Linked DNA regions of Canis lupus: region 2 is linked to region 1. The links are chromatin contacts, called in public Hi-C maps. All regions are on one chromosome and are shown on one strand. The core of a region is the stretch at or near the end of the contact, and the rest is flanking DNA. Distances in the headings are between cores, read along the strand shown. Region 1 holds the start of AZIN1 (antizyme inhibitor 1). Region 2 has its middle 42 kb from the start of ATP6V1C1.

Region 1 (7,726 bases), core at 4,843-7,342:
CCACCTGGTTAAAGTGCAGCTTGAGTCAGGTTTGGGTGGGGCTAAGATTCTACATTTCTATTACAGATGATGCTAATCCCCAAAACCACACTACATTAATAAGTGGTGCTTAATACACTCAAAAATGAGAATCATTGTTATCAGCTTAGGGCTAAAGGAACTGTTCTAGTTTTAGCTATGATTTTAAAAATAAGCAGTATGCTCAAACTCACACAGCTAGGAGAAAACCAGTATGAGAAATCTGCTAGTCAGGTTTCTAAGTCAGTAGAACTTGCAAGAAATCCTATTATTTAAACCGTTTTCCTCCCCTCTCTTTAGCCTTGCAAATGTGTTGAAAGGTCTGCTTTAACATACTTTAATTAGATAGAGCAAACATTTTTTTTTTTGATAGAATCTATTTAACAACATCAGACTATATTTAACACTATATCGATACTCTAAACTTTTCTGAAAATTTCAATTGTTATCTCCTCCAAGTCTCTGGACACTTAGAAACATCCAAACCTCAAAACCCAAGTTTCAATAGCAAGAAACGTATAATAAATTTAAAAAATAATAATAATAAACTATGTAAATCTAGCAGCACAAATTCAAAGAACAGTTTACTGTTGAATTGTATGTTGCAGTTTTAGGTATGAAATTCATCCAAGAAAGTGGCATGCTGGAAGACATACATATATCATCTCTCAGTAAGTCCTCTAAAAGCAACCAATTTTTCTCCACCAGCTGAGTACTATATAAACCCATTTTATGAAACAATTATCAACTCTAGTAATCCATTATACCAGGCAAGACGCTCAAACTAGAAAAACAAGAAGATTCATCTCTTATATCCCATATTGTGGGGTACAGTTTCAGTTAGTGGAATGAAAAACAGAATCTTTTGCAATATTTAAATGCCTACACCTTAAGTTAAAAACAAACAAAATACAAAATCTTTCCAACTTATATTAAAACCTGGGCTAGGGGATCCCTGGGTGGCTCAGCGGTTTAGTGCCTGCCTTTGGCCCAGGGCCTGATCCTGGAGTCCCAGGATCGAGTCCTACATCAGGCTCCTCGCATGGAGCCTGCTTCTCCCTCTGCCTGTGCCTCTGGTACTCTCTCTCTCTCTCTCTCTCTGTGTCTACCATGAATAAATAAATAAAATCTTAAAAAATAATAAAAAAATAAAACCTGGGCTAGTTAAGACTTCCTAAAGCTTGGCTTGTAGTATGTACCTAAGTATAGTAATACTTGTTATGTACCCAAAATAAATTAAGTGATCCAATCATTGGTAAACAATGCATACAAAGCTGAATCAGTATACCCATAACTGTCAAACCTTTATGTTAGAACTATAAAAAGCACTATAAAAGTCACTTCACTTTAAGAGATAAGAGATAAGTACAGTTTCAAGTTTTGAAAAAAACTGAGCAACAAAGAACTCTCCTTTACTTCAATTTTACAAGAGCCCCAGCATAGACATGAAAATACTTACATGGACAAGTTAGGAGATGGAACCCCCCTATCATCAGCTAGGTTCCCAAGGTGGCTCAGCGTTGAAGTCGAACTGCTCTCTATACAGCACTTCTCCTAGGCCCTCTGGGTAGTTGTATACTTGGTCAGAAAGTTCGCCCTAAAGAAAGGAATGAAAATAGTAGTAAATAGTCCTAAATTAAGAAAATTAGCTTGTTCTTCGAGCAGATTAAATTGACTTAAAGATTAACTGTGGGAATAAGTTTTAGTTTTAAAAGAGTGTTTCATCAGTCACATTATACAAACGATGTTTTCAAAAGGTTTACCATAATACCAAGTACTTTTTTTCTGTAGTAAAAATTTCCAAGCTGCTATAAGTACAAAATTCAGAGCTTGATGTCATGATCATCTTTCCAAGTCACTTTATCTACCTAACAGTTTCCAGCCTTCATCTAATTTCATTTTCACTTTTATTCATCTTCTAAAACCCAAATTTCTCAGTGCCCTAAAACTGAAAAACTTCCAAGTACCCTCATCAACCTGATGTATAATGTTCTGGCATGATCTGTAATCTGGAACTACCCAGAACATTTCTTTTACTCTCCAAATTTCAAGTCCTCTTTACTTAAAATGTAGAATCTTACTACATACCAAAAAGATCTTAGCTGATATGCCACTTATGTGAAATAATGCTTGATAATTGCCTTACACAGCAGGCAAGTATTTAAGGGTTGTATCTCTCCTCCACATACCTTAACCTATCTAGACTTTCGTCTACAATCACTAGAACTATGAATGTGAAGTGAACTATGAATGTGAACTATGAATGCTTAGCATGTTACAAAACGCTAAATTTGAGCCATGGTTATTACTGATTATGGTTTGCTTGGATGGATTTCTCACCTTCAAACAAAACTGCTACATCTATACTTCTAATCATAATTAGGTGGTTGCACTTTAAACTAATATAACCTGACAGGACTTCCTAGAAAAGGTGATAAGGAAGCCAGAAAAAGGATTAAACTAGAAAGTATAGAGTTAAGAATCAGAAAAATTTCAAATGTACCCCAGACATATGTAAAGCATCTCAAAAAAATAAAAATTTTAAAAAAATAAAGCATCTCTCACCACCAGGATAGACGCATCCTTGTGGTTCTTCAACCTACTAGGAGAATATGCTCACACTCTTGGATGAGTCAAGAACCCATACAGACATATAACTGTGATTATAATCTTACTATTAAATTTCAAATAATATACTCCAAAACAAAGATTTTGATTCTTCCCACACCAAGATAATTTTTAAAATAAATTAAAAGCTGACTCATGCTGAAGACAGAGTTTATTCTCAATTATCCTGTCTTAGGATAATTACTCTGGGTGAAAAGACTCATCTCACCCCTACCAGGTATCCACACAGCTATTTTGCTTAATGTAACCCAAGAGCAGTGGCGTAAAATGTTAAAGATATTAAACTTCGGACATTCAAAAATGTTCTTCAGCATGATCTCTAAAACATTTCCATCTAACAAAAAGATACTAATAGGAAATGAAGGCCCTAAAATATGAAAGGCACATTTTAGTAAAATATGAAAGGCACATAGGCTAAGAGGGCCAGTTACATACAGGATATTTGTACAGTCAAAATAAACCGTAAGGAAGTTAAATGAAAATGTGTAGAAAAAGAGGTATAGGAAAAGATAATTATTCTTATTTAGAATGGTATGTGTAATCAGTTGCAATCAAGTTCTTTAACTGAAGAGACTGTCTCGTTACATCTATGTGAATAAGCATGGGAAGAACTAGTCTTGACTGAAAGCAGTAGGTCTCTACCACACACACACAAAAAAACATTATTTTAGCCTAGTATCCTCAAATTATCAGCATTTCCCTGAATAACAAATATTGTCTTTACCAATGACTTTTTAAGAAGTTGCTACGTGGCATTCTTTCCCCAAACCCCAAACTAAAGTCTAATTATGAGAAAAAAAAAATCAGACAGCCAAATTGAAGGACCTTCTACTGGATATCAGGCCAATACTACTTCTCTAGGCTGTCAAGGACATGACAAACAAGGTTAAGAAACTGTCAGAAAGAATTGGGGAAAGCATGACAACTAAATGTAATGTGGTACCTTGGATTATCCTGGAACAGAAAAAGGACATTAAAAACTGATGAAATTCAAGTAAAGTCTGCAGTTTAGTTCACAGTAATGCATCAAAGTCAGTTTCTTAGTTTTGACAAATGTACCACAGTAAAATGCTAATAATAAGAACTGAATGAGAAGTATGCACCTCCGTACTACCTTTGCAACTTTTCTGTAAATCCAAAATTTCAGAATAATTTATTTTATAAAATTAGGCAAAGTATTCACATAATGGACTACCACTGAGGAATAAAAGTAACAACCTACTGATCTACGTATCAGGGTTAAGTATCAAAAAATGTGCTGAATTAAAGCCTTTTACATAAAATAATGCTAACAATATAATTCCATTTACATGCAAGTTTTAGAATAGACAGATCTATGGTTTAAAAAAAAAAATCAGAATCCTGGCTGCCTCGGGAAGAGTAGGGCGGGGGGGATAGCATTTGAAGGGGTAAAAGAGAAGTTTCTGGCAATGCTCTACATCTTGATAGATTTGGATTACACTACTCTTATTTTTTGTTAGAACCTACAAAATGATAGATTAAAGATCTGCGCATTGTATCCAAAGGTTTTTCTTTTTAAGAATAAACAGTATTAAACTACAGCACATACTTATGAACTGAAGATTGGTAAAGTGTTCTGGTGTCTCCAACTTTGAATGAAATACACGGAAAAATGAGATGGATTGATGGATAGCAGGATGGCAAATAAAGCAAAATGTTGCTAAATGAATCTAGGAGAGGGTACAATTCTTTTGCCTTCTATGTTTGAAAATGTGTAAGTTAAATAAATCTGACAAGAGAGGAGGCACCGATTACGTGATCACTGCACCTACTGTAACTCATTTAATTAGGAGCCAATCTTTCCTACTAAATGTAAACTCCTCAGGGCTTCTTTGTCTTCATGACCATGATCTGCATTCTCACATTTGTAAAAAAATAATAATAAAGATCAGGGCCTTGCCTGACAATCATTAGCCATATTTCTGCCAGGTTCGTCCCATCGATTCTTCCCCCCACACAGCACTTCTCTCCTTTTAAGAGTCGTCAGGTTCCCACCCAAGCTGGGGGCTAAAGGTCGAAAAACTACGGGATAGAAAACATCTTAAAAGACCCAAGATGCCACCACAAAATCCAGTTAAATCTGAACATCATAGGGCTATAAACTGTGTCCCCGACTTCAGGTTTCTGACCCAGCAGTTTAGCCCAAGACACATACACGCTCAAATATTTTGGGCAAGAGTTAAAACACGTCACCATCATTCCTGTTGGCAGTCAAAATAGCACTTGATAAGCCACCCAAGCCTACCGTTCTCCCTCTCACTGCCCAGGAATCGTGGCGCGGACGGGAAAACGAAGCCATGGTGACTAATCCTCAGGCTCCAGGAGGTGACTGGGGTGAGTGAAGGCGACTTGGCCCAATCAGGAGCGCCGCAGGGGGCGGAGTAGCAGCCCCGAGGCTTCCAGAAGGGGCCAAAGGCCTCTCCCTCGCTACCTGACACCGGGGCTTCCCTGCCTCCGGGCCTCGAGTGGCGTCAACTTTCCTCCACCAGAGGGGGGCCGCACTCCCCGCACCCCAAGAACCAGTCCTCCTTCGGCAGCTGTCACAGGAGGCCGCCGCCGGGCCCGCCCCGCTCCATTCATAGGGCCCCAGCCGTTGCAACCCTTCGCGCCGCCCGCGGGGTTACCGGAGGCGACGGGGCTCCGGGCGGGGGCTGCGGGAGCAAGGCCCCTCAAGGCTGCGGCCCGGCCCCCCTCCCCGGAAACAGCAATGCACCACGGGAGAGGGGTGGGGGCCGCACGCCGCCGGGAGACTGCGCCGACCCCCGGCGGAGACCCCCACGAGCGCCCCCACACGCACACGCCCCCTCACCTTCACCGCGGCGGCGGCGGCGGCGGCGGCGGCGGCGGCGGCGGCTCCCGCTCCGCCGAGCGCCCGGCGGCCGCCGGAGGGCCCCGAAGCGCGCCCGCCACCCCAGCCCGCCGCGCCGGCACCGACCGCCGCCACACACACCGCCGTCCGCCATGTTCGCGGCAGCCGGCCGCGGGGCACTGCGGGCCGCCGGTCGGGCGGAGGGGCCCAGCCGGCAGGCACCCGGCAGCTCCCCGAGGCTGGCCCCGCGCCCCCGCGCCCCTCGGGTCGGTACTCACGTGAGATAACGGCCCAAAGAGTCGGGTAAAGCGTCTTCTCTTTTTCGGCGGAATTTTTAAAGAGGGATGTGGTTACCTTGAGCAGAAATACCCAAGGCGGCCTGGGCCATAGGCTGCGGGGACGACGTGGGGGGAAAAGCGCGGCACCGACACCAGCTGTGCAGCAGTGGCGGCGGCGGCCGAAGGGAGAAATAGAACAACAACGCGGGTAGAAGAAGAATGGCGAGGGCTGGGTGGGGAGAGGATTCGGCCTCGTCACGCTGCAGAGCCGAAGACCGAGAAAGGATGAAAAGAGGCAGAGGTGGGAAAAAAAGGAAACACCGCAGCCGAGCGAAAAGCCAGAGAGTGTGGGAAGGCGGCGCCGGAGACGCCAGTATTTATGGTAAGGGGGCGGGGCCTGATGACGTCACAGCCGGCCGGGCTGCCGCGCGAGCGGGGCGGAGCAGGGCTGCGGCCCGGGTCGAGGGGAGGGAGCGGAAGAGAAAGGCGTGAGGCGCGGGCAGCGGGGTGGGGGGCGAAAGGGGGCGGTGCGGGCTACCCTGCGTGCAGGTGCCCAACGCCTGTGGCTTCCCGCCCTCCCGAGGGCCGTCGCTCCTCACCCGGCGGAGCCCCGTGCGCTCGGACGGGGGCGGGCGAGGGGAAAGGGACGCGCCGGGGCCGGGGCCGGGGCGCAGCGTCGCCCGCGCCTGCAAGCCCCGGGCGCCCACGCTCCCGCCTGCGGCTGGCCCCGGCGCGGTGGGAGTTGGGCTCGGCGCCCCGGCGGCCACGACTTCCAGAGTCGTGCTGAGCCGGGGGCAGCGGCTCGCGTGCACCGCCTGGGGAGGCTCTAAGGGAGGCCTGCAGGGCCTTCGCCGGAGCTCCGCCCCTCGAGAGCGCGACGCTTTGGGAGGGTTCCACCGGCTGTGCCCGGGGACTGCCCTCCCAGGGTGAGTTAGCGCACTCCTCCGTGGAAGCCAGTTCCTAAATGGCCGGGATGGATGGGCCCAGCGCTGGTGAGGTTACCGAGAGCCTCCTGACCGCGTGAAAATGTCCCCAGTGCGCGTATGTTACAACATGGTGCAGTAGGATTTTTTTTTTTTTAAAGGAGTGTGGCCTCTATGTCATTATTTAAAGGGTTGGTGCAATTACACCCAGCCCTTGTTAATGAAGGGTCAGTGTTGGTGAGAGGATTACTGATGTTACAAACGCACGATACTTTAATCCTCCACTTCATAACAAACTTTTTAAACTGGGGAACCTAATATGACCTACATAGCTTTTAATTTATTCTCATCTTTTAAAAATGTCTTCATATTAGTGATCAGAAACTTTTGAGTCCTCTCATGCTAACTCCTTGTGAATCAAGAGTCAATGACATAAATGAAATGTATATTTATACATCCCTCCCAAGTTAAAATCTATGAGATTAAGACCCTGACCTTTTTCTTCGTTCGTTTTTCCCCACCTTCAATTTACTTTGTGAGCAGCACTGTGTCTGATTAATAAATCATAAATTAGAAAAGAAGAGTAATAGCCTTCCTAGATGGAAAGATAGAAAAGCTGAAATGTAGGCTTTTGGAGGAAAGTATTAGGTAAAAATTGGGAGCTGTGGATGCTCCCTAATTTTGTTTTTCTATATTTCACTCTGCTATATCTTGACTTTTCTTTCATTCCTTAAAAATTCTTTTTGATTCAGAACATTTAGAAACACAGCACTTTACTAAACCCCCTGGTGGAAGGAGGTGGCTAGAGATGAATACACTACTTGAAATCTTGCTTACAATCTAGCAGGAGAAATAAGACAACTACACAAAATAAATTTTTTTACAGAGAAGTGATATGCAATGTGGAACCTAGTGGAGAGAGGAAATCATTGCAGCTGAGAGAAAGGCTGCTACGGAAAGGTAGTGATAAATTTTGAGAGCAGATGTTCCAAACATTGGGAAAAAGTGATTTTGAGAGCAGATATTCTAGGTAAGGAAACAAGTGAGAG
Region 2 (7,462 bases), core at 1,492-3,991, 74 kb after region 1:
ATATCCAATTAAAGCACATTGCTAATCTGATAGAGGACCATGATCCAGATGCTCACGTAACAGTTTCCCTATTTAGAATGAAAACGCTAGCAAGAAAAAATAAACATAATATGATCATAATATATGCCCAGCTTCTTACAGTATCTTTTGTCTTCTCACCCATTACCTTTCAGGATTTTCGAAGACAGGAATTTGGCTCTCTTTAGTTCCTTTGAAGCTCCTCCAAGCAACTAATAAAATGTCCTACAGACAACAAGCCTGGATTGATACTGAGCTGTGTGAACCAAAATCTTTAAAACTGAGTAGTGGCAGTTGAGTGGGAGGACGCCTATTGATTTCCTTTATTCACCTGGGTCATCCCAGGAGCATCCCAGGAGCATCCCAGGTGTCCTCTGCAGACAGAGCATTCTAATCAAGCTCACTGCTTTGGAATGCTAATTGGTATTTGGTGGTTGACATTCAGTCTTAGGCATCAGTCTAAATTAAAGTGAAAGTCTTCAGGGGTTTTTCCTCCCTTTGGTTAAGAAAATGACCTAGTTAAGGGACAGGCAAACCAGGGCTGGAGGGCAAAATCTCACTCCGTCACCTGCTTCTTCAGTATGACCTTCAAACTGAGAATGTTTTTTATGTGCTTCAGTGGTTGAAACAATACCAAAACAATTTTTTTATGACACATGATATTATGTGAAATTCAAGTTTCAATGTCCAATGTCAGTTTTATTGGAATACAGCTGTACTCATTCATTCATATATTGTCTTTGGATACTCTCCTGCTACAATGGCAGAGAAGTTGTGATTAAAATAGTATGGCGCATGAAGCCTAAAATATTTCCTATCTGATTATTTATAGAAAAAGTTTGCTGACACCTGACCTAGACCATTAGTTTCTGTTTTGGCTGCACCTTGGAATCATTTGGGAAACTTAAAATATATATATATACTGATGCTACTGATGCCTGGTCTGATCTGATTACTTGGTCTAGAGACTGGGACTTTTAAAAGTTTCCCAAGTAATTAGAATGTGTAGCCAAGTTCAACAAAGTTGACCTGGACTAGCATTTCTCAAACTTTAGTGTGATATGAATCACCTAGGGCCTGGTTAAAGTGCAGGTTCTGATGTAGTCATTCTGGGGAGCTACCTGAAATTCTGAACTTTTACCAAAAAGTAAGTTTTTACCAAACTTTGGTAGTGCCAAAGTTACTGGCCTGTAACAAGGACCTATTCTATTTTCTCCCAGAAAGAAAGTCAACAACCACCACCCTCCCCCCCAAAAAAAAACCCTTTCCATGTGTCTTTTATCTAGGTTAAAAGATGCCACAGAACAAATGTGGCTTATCTCACAGACTTTTTTTTAGAGAGGGAGAGAGAGAGAGAGAGAGAGAGAGTAGGGAGAGGGGCAGGGGAGGGACAAAGGGAGAGGAAGAGTGAGAATCTTAAGCAGGCTCTATCTCACAACCCTGAGGGCATGAACCTGAGATTATGACTTGAGCTGAAATCAAGAGTTGGACACTTAACTGACTGAGCCACCCAGGTGCCCCTATATTGTAAACTTTTTTTTTTTTAAGATTTTATTTATTTATTCATGAGAGACACAGAGAGAAAGAGAGGCAGGAACAGAAGCAGGCTCCCCACGGGGAGCCTGATGTAGGACTCCGTCCTAGGACCCCGAGATCAAGATCTGAGCCAAAGGCAGACGCTCAACCACTGAGCCACCCAGGCACCCCTGTATTGCAGACTTCTTAAGAAGCCTCAGTGGGGGATCCCTGGGTGGCGCAGCGGTTTGGTGCCTGCCTTTGGCCCAGGGCGCGATCCTGGAGACCCGGGATTGAGTCCCACGTCGGGCTCCCGGTGCATGGAGCCTGCTTCTCCCTCTGCCTGCGTCTCTGCCTCTCTCTCTCTCTCTCTCTCTGTGACTATCATAAATAAATTAAAAAAAAAAAAAAGCCTCAGTGGATGGGAAATTCATCCTGTAAACTGAAAGGGATTTTGATCCTTTCCCAAAAAATAAATGGTTTTGAATTCCTGCCTTCACATCAGTTAAGACTTTCCATTTTCACTGAAGCAATGAAAGAATAATTACAGCTTTCTCCTTTCACCCTCCTATTCCTAAGAGAAAAGTTTTGAAGAGTGTGTATAAAGAAATCCTCTGTTGGTTAATGGCCTTGAAATTGTGTGTGGATTAACAATTAGTCTGAGTCCAGTGACTGGAGGAATAACTCCCTGTCTAGAACTGAACTTTAGGAATTAACTGGTAGAATAGAATGTCCTTCAGGGCATGGAATATTCTGGAACCTTATTTTGGCCTGAGTCATTTAAAACCCCTTTTGGGTAAACTTGAAAAAGGAGACCCTACCAGATCCCATGAAGATATTTATCCCTAACTTCTCCACTCTTTGCTATGAAGAGGGTAAGAATGTAGAATTTCAGGATCTCTTTCCCTTATTTTATTGTTAAAGTGGTGGATATATCCTTTTAATCACTTTTACAAACAGATTGCTGAGTGTTTATCACCCTCCACCTATTTATTATAAATCTACTTAATCTACTTAATCTACTGATTAATAAATATGCTTGAACCATAAATATGTTAAAATGTTGGTGATGAGTTCTATGGAAAAAAGGTTTCACTTCCTATTTCCTGGTCTTCTGAAGTGAAAAGCCAAGGAAATTATTTTATGGCAACCCTCATTTGCATAGAACAGTCTTCTTTCACTAAGTGTAGGAGGTCTGCTTTTGAGATGCCTGTGACCTGACAGACTGAAACTTTGATGACTCAACCCCAAATTTCACCCTGCAACTGAAAGCCCATACTGAATGAAGACCCCAGGATGCCTTAAAAATGTGGTAGTTAATGGGGTATGGAAGGAACAAGCTCAGTTAGAAACACCCCTGAATTAGCCCTCATTCAAGCAGGTGTCAGCCTCTTAATATACACTCTGCCCCTCCCCCCCTCCACCTCCAGCTGCTGCTGCTGTTAGAAGTTCTTTAATCAGATTAAGGAAAATGATAGAAGTGGAAGTTTTAAAAAGTTGGAGATATGATTCACGTATCATAAAATTCACCCATTTAGAGTGCACCACCCAGTGGCATTTAGTACATTTACAGAGTTCTGTAACTATCACCACCATCTAATTTTAGAACATTCTCATCACCCCCAAAAGAAACCCTGTGTCCTTTAGCAGTCACTCCCCATTTCCTTCCTCTCTCTCCGGCCCTGGCAACTGCTAATCTACTTTCTGTCTCAATGGAAGAGGAAGAGGAAGAAGATTTTTGTGCTGGGTGCTGGATTCAAAGTATAGGGATCCTCAGCTGGCTCTTTTACCTCTTCACCTCTATGGGCCTCAATTTCCTCAGCTGCCAGGTGGGTGGTGCTTAGTTTTGGCTACACATTAGAATCAGTTGGGGGACTTTGAAAAAATGCTGATGCTTAGAGATTCTGATTCACTAGGTCTGGGTTGGGGCTTAGGCACCAGAAATTTTTAAAAGCTCCATAAGGCAAATTTACTCCAAGGCCTTCCTATCAAAATGTGGTCCTGGAACCAGCTGGGAGCTTATTGGAAATTCAAACTCCCAGGCCTCCCCCCAGATCCACTGAGTCAGCAGGTGGGCATTGACAGGACCCCAGGTGATTTGTGTGCATATTCAAGTGCAGAAAGCTCTGCTCCTACGTCCCATCCAGCTCTAACAGTCTAGTTTTGTGATCCGGGCTCTTGCCTTCATGGGCTACCAGGTGATTTTAGTAATCAGTTCCCACAAACCAGAGTTTACCCCACACTGGAAAATTGGCTCTCCATTTGTCGCTGAACAGGATATAGGAATATGTCATTGGCAAAGCCTTTCCAGAAGTTTGTTCAGTGATAGTTAATTACACAGTAATTTGGAAGAACATCAAGTCATTTTAGAGTTGTTTTATCTACTGTCCAGAAGAAAAAAAAAGTATTTAGGTCTCAACCTGTTGCCAACTTCATATTCCATACTAAGCAAAAATCACATACTAGGCAGGTTGTTGGTTTTCATTTGAAGCAGTATAAGCAGAGTTTCTCAGCCATGGCTGCCCATTTAGGTCACCTGGGGAACTTTTAAAACTCCAGATAGCTAGGCTCCCCCACCCAGACCAACTAAGTCAGAATCTTGGTCATTTTTAAGGCTCTCCTGGTGATTATAATATTAAGTCCAAGTTGAGAATCACTGGTATAGAGGTTTTACTATCATTACCCTATTCTGATGTACTGAAACCTCCTGGTTTTGTCCCTTCTTAAGGTACTGAGGCGGTTTCCAATGTGTTATCATTGATCTGTTCAGTACCCATATGCTGAACATCTTCATGTCTTAGGCCTAACCAGCAGGATTTGAGAGGAGCCTACCACTGCCAGAGACTTGGAGAAACCAAGCAACGTAAGGGTTTGCTTGATCAAGCTCATGACAGTGGTAGCCCTGACACTTTGTATTGTTTCTCCAGGGGTTCCACGTGCAGAAGAGAGTCTGCACTGCCCACCTGAGAAAGTAGATCATTGGATATGCAAGTTTGACTCTCTTTTGGTCCTCACATCCATGATGATGGCACTAAAAAATCAATCAAAAAATAGGTACTGAAAATGGTGTCCAGCACCAAAGGCAAAAATTAAATGAAGAGCCGTCCAGGATCTGACCCATGAGATAAGGCATCCTTAAATGGAACAGTTAGCAAACAGTGCATGGCAGGATAGAGTCAAGGGTTCCGTTGCTGGTAAAATCAGCAAGGACTGCAGAAATTCAGGGGAAGTGAAATCAGTGCTTATTGGAATAGGATGGAAAAGCCTCATAGCACAGGTAACTCCCAGAGGGGCGACTCACTGGCTCAGTCGGTAGACCATGTGACTCTTGATCTTGGGATCATGAGTTGAAGCCCCATGTCAGGAGTAAAGCTTACATGAAAAAAAAAAAAAAAAAAGATGGCTTATGAAGGGAGTGAGGATGGTATTCTTATGACTGTATATTGGTTATATTCACTATGAGCCAGGCATTGTGCTAAATGATTTCCAGGTATAGTTTTATTTACTCCTCTCAACAACATTAGGTAAGAACTCTATCCCCATTCTGTAGATGATGGGACTGAGACACCTAGAAGCTTAACTTGCCCAAGGTCACATTGAATCTGGTCTTACGTGACGTTACTCCCAAGTCCATGCATTCCACTATACCATGTTGAATATCCGCATAACATTTATTAGTTGTGTGCCTTAGGCAGGTTTTATATATGTCATTTAATCCTCAAGATAACAACTCTTTCTGGTAGACAGCCTCATTATTCTCAAGTTTGGATAAGGAAATTTGGACACAGAGAAGTGAAGAAACTTCCCTGAGGTCTAGGGTTGCCAGATAAAACACAGAACAGCTAGTTAAATGTGATAAATAACAAATAATAGGTTAGTATAAACATTGCATGGGAGGTACTTATGCTAGAGAGTATTCATAGTTTATCTGACCAATTTAAATGAGTCTCCTGTTTTGCATTTGTTTGTTTTTGCTAAATCTGGCAATCCCACTGAGGTCACGCTTCTGGCAGGTGATAAAGCAAGGTTTGCATCAGGTGGTCAGACTCTAGGGTTCATGCTTTGAACCACTGCATTCCAGTGTGGCAGAGACATGGGTTAGCTTGTGTGGGAGGAAGTGAGCCAAATTTCCTTGTTGGCTCAGAGGTTAGGCTGAGAGGGACTGAAGCAGCAGTGGACTTTTCCACCCCGCGCTCACCTCCTGAGCTCTCTCCTATTGCCTCTGCTACCCCACCTGCTGGTGGCACAAAAGTTAAGGGAGCTGGGCAATGCAGTCTTTGGTAATAAATGTTTGACTCTGATGCCAAATACCGAAGGGTAAGGAAAACGGGAAAAAATAAGAAAGAAGGAGAGATGATATGGGATTCTGCAGACACTCTCACACTCACCACCCCTTTGTAAAACACAGGACCACTCACGAGGATAAAAGCGTGTACGTGGAGCATCACCATAACACATAGCAGGTACGTGACCATCTGATAGACCACTACTGACCAGGGAACTAGAACTATGTCAGGGAGCCTTCCAGCTGGTCAGCTAACAGAGACACAGGGTCATCAGTACCCCCGGCCATGCAACTGGGGGCTAGGAGTGTGGCTTAGGCCAAGAGGCCTGAAAAAGTGTGATATCTCCAGGGTAGATGCTGAGTTCAGCAACAGCACTTCCCACCTAGGAAATCTGGCTCAGCATAATGAGCAGCAGGGGTGCTGCAGCTGCAAAAACAAACTTGTGTGTGTTTACAGAAGGTGAGCACTTGTGTAATTGAACATCAAGCAACTATATCACAAATATGGAAGTTTAATGGGACCAGTGTGATACTCAGGAAGAGGCAATAAGAATTAGTAATAAGAAGATAAGCAGAAGCAGATAAAATAGTCCCTGTTGTGGAGGAACAGGGATTCATAAAAGAAAGAATTCACTGTATATAAAAATATACACAAACATTTATGTTTAAGAAAGACACGTGCTATATTGTATCATTTAGTAAGGTTTTAAAAATGTTTATTTCCTTTTGTCCTTTTCCAGAGAACTGAGTTAAAGAACCCCATGAGATGGGATATATATGAGTATGATTGAAATGGCTGAGCTGTGGCCCAAAGATGCCAGGCATTGGCAGTTTAGGGCCATTTTCAAGACTGTTTTGAAAATTTATTAATCAGTCACCTTCCCTCCAGTCTCTCTGTCCTCCGGTAGTTCCTCCATACTGTCGCTAACATTTAGAGGTAAATCCTGGATGGGTTAACTTGCTATCAGTTGCATAAAAGAGAAAATTGCAGAAGTTTAATGCCTTTTTAAATCTCTTTCCAAACCACTTTCCAAATTCTTTCATGATCTGTTTCCCCATACATAGACTACACCTACCTAGTCTTTATGGATTATCTGGTTCAAACTGTGCAAGCTTCCTCTTTTCCATCTCCTTTCCAGACCCTAAATCACAATCTTCAGGACAATAGCTGACTGATCACCAGACTTTTTGAGACCTCCATGCCTTAGCCTGTGCTGTTCCTTCCATCTGATCCTCCAGTGGTATGCTGGAACTGGCTCTTACTAGCTCAGGCACATCTCTAGTCCCAACTCTGTTCAGTGGCATCACGTTGGTACCTTGAAATCTGACTCTGTGGGAAAATGTACACCATGGAAATTAGCAAATCCTATACATCAGGGCTCCCCTCCACCACCACCACCATGGAATTCCAGTTGTTAAACATTGACTAGCACACCATTGTCATCTCCTACTCTGCCTGGAAGATTCCTACTTATTCTCCAAGATAAATTGCTTCTCTGTGAAGCTTTTTTGACTCCCACAGAGGAACAGGGAGAAAAAAGCAACTCCTTTGTGTTGAGCATTTGGGCTGAATTATGTATTAAAGCAGTTGTATCATATTATAATTATGATTGCCTTCTTGATAAGTGCTAACTGCAAAGATTG

The links. A called contact is a pair of places that touch in the nucleus more often than the background predicts.
Region 2: a contact with region 1 is called in a Hi-C map of blood, with 1.8 times the contacts expected there. The contact joins the enhancer-like site here to the promoter of AZIN1 in region 1. A contact is called at or near these places in 3 of 9 Hi-C or Micro-C datasets (amygdala and blood).

The regions. Positions count from the first base shown.
Region 1 is chr13:4,521,632-4,529,357 of UU_Cfam_GSD_1.0, forward strand. It overlaps AZIN1 (antizyme inhibitor 1), which reads right to left and starts at 6,093. Exons shown (of 12, transcript NM_001291425.1): 1 at 5,755-6,093; 2 at 1,478-1,615.
Region 2 is chr13:4,598,655-4,606,116 of UU_Cfam_GSD_1.0, forward strand. No RefSeq gene overlaps it. Among named protein-coding and RNA genes, the nearest start is that of ATP6V1C1, 42 kb to the right of the region's middle. Within about 2 kb of position 2,742, at least 3 of the 20 cell types and tissues checked have an H3K27ac peak or open chromatin away from gene starts, as enhancers often do. A contact at or near this core is called in blood, where this site is marked.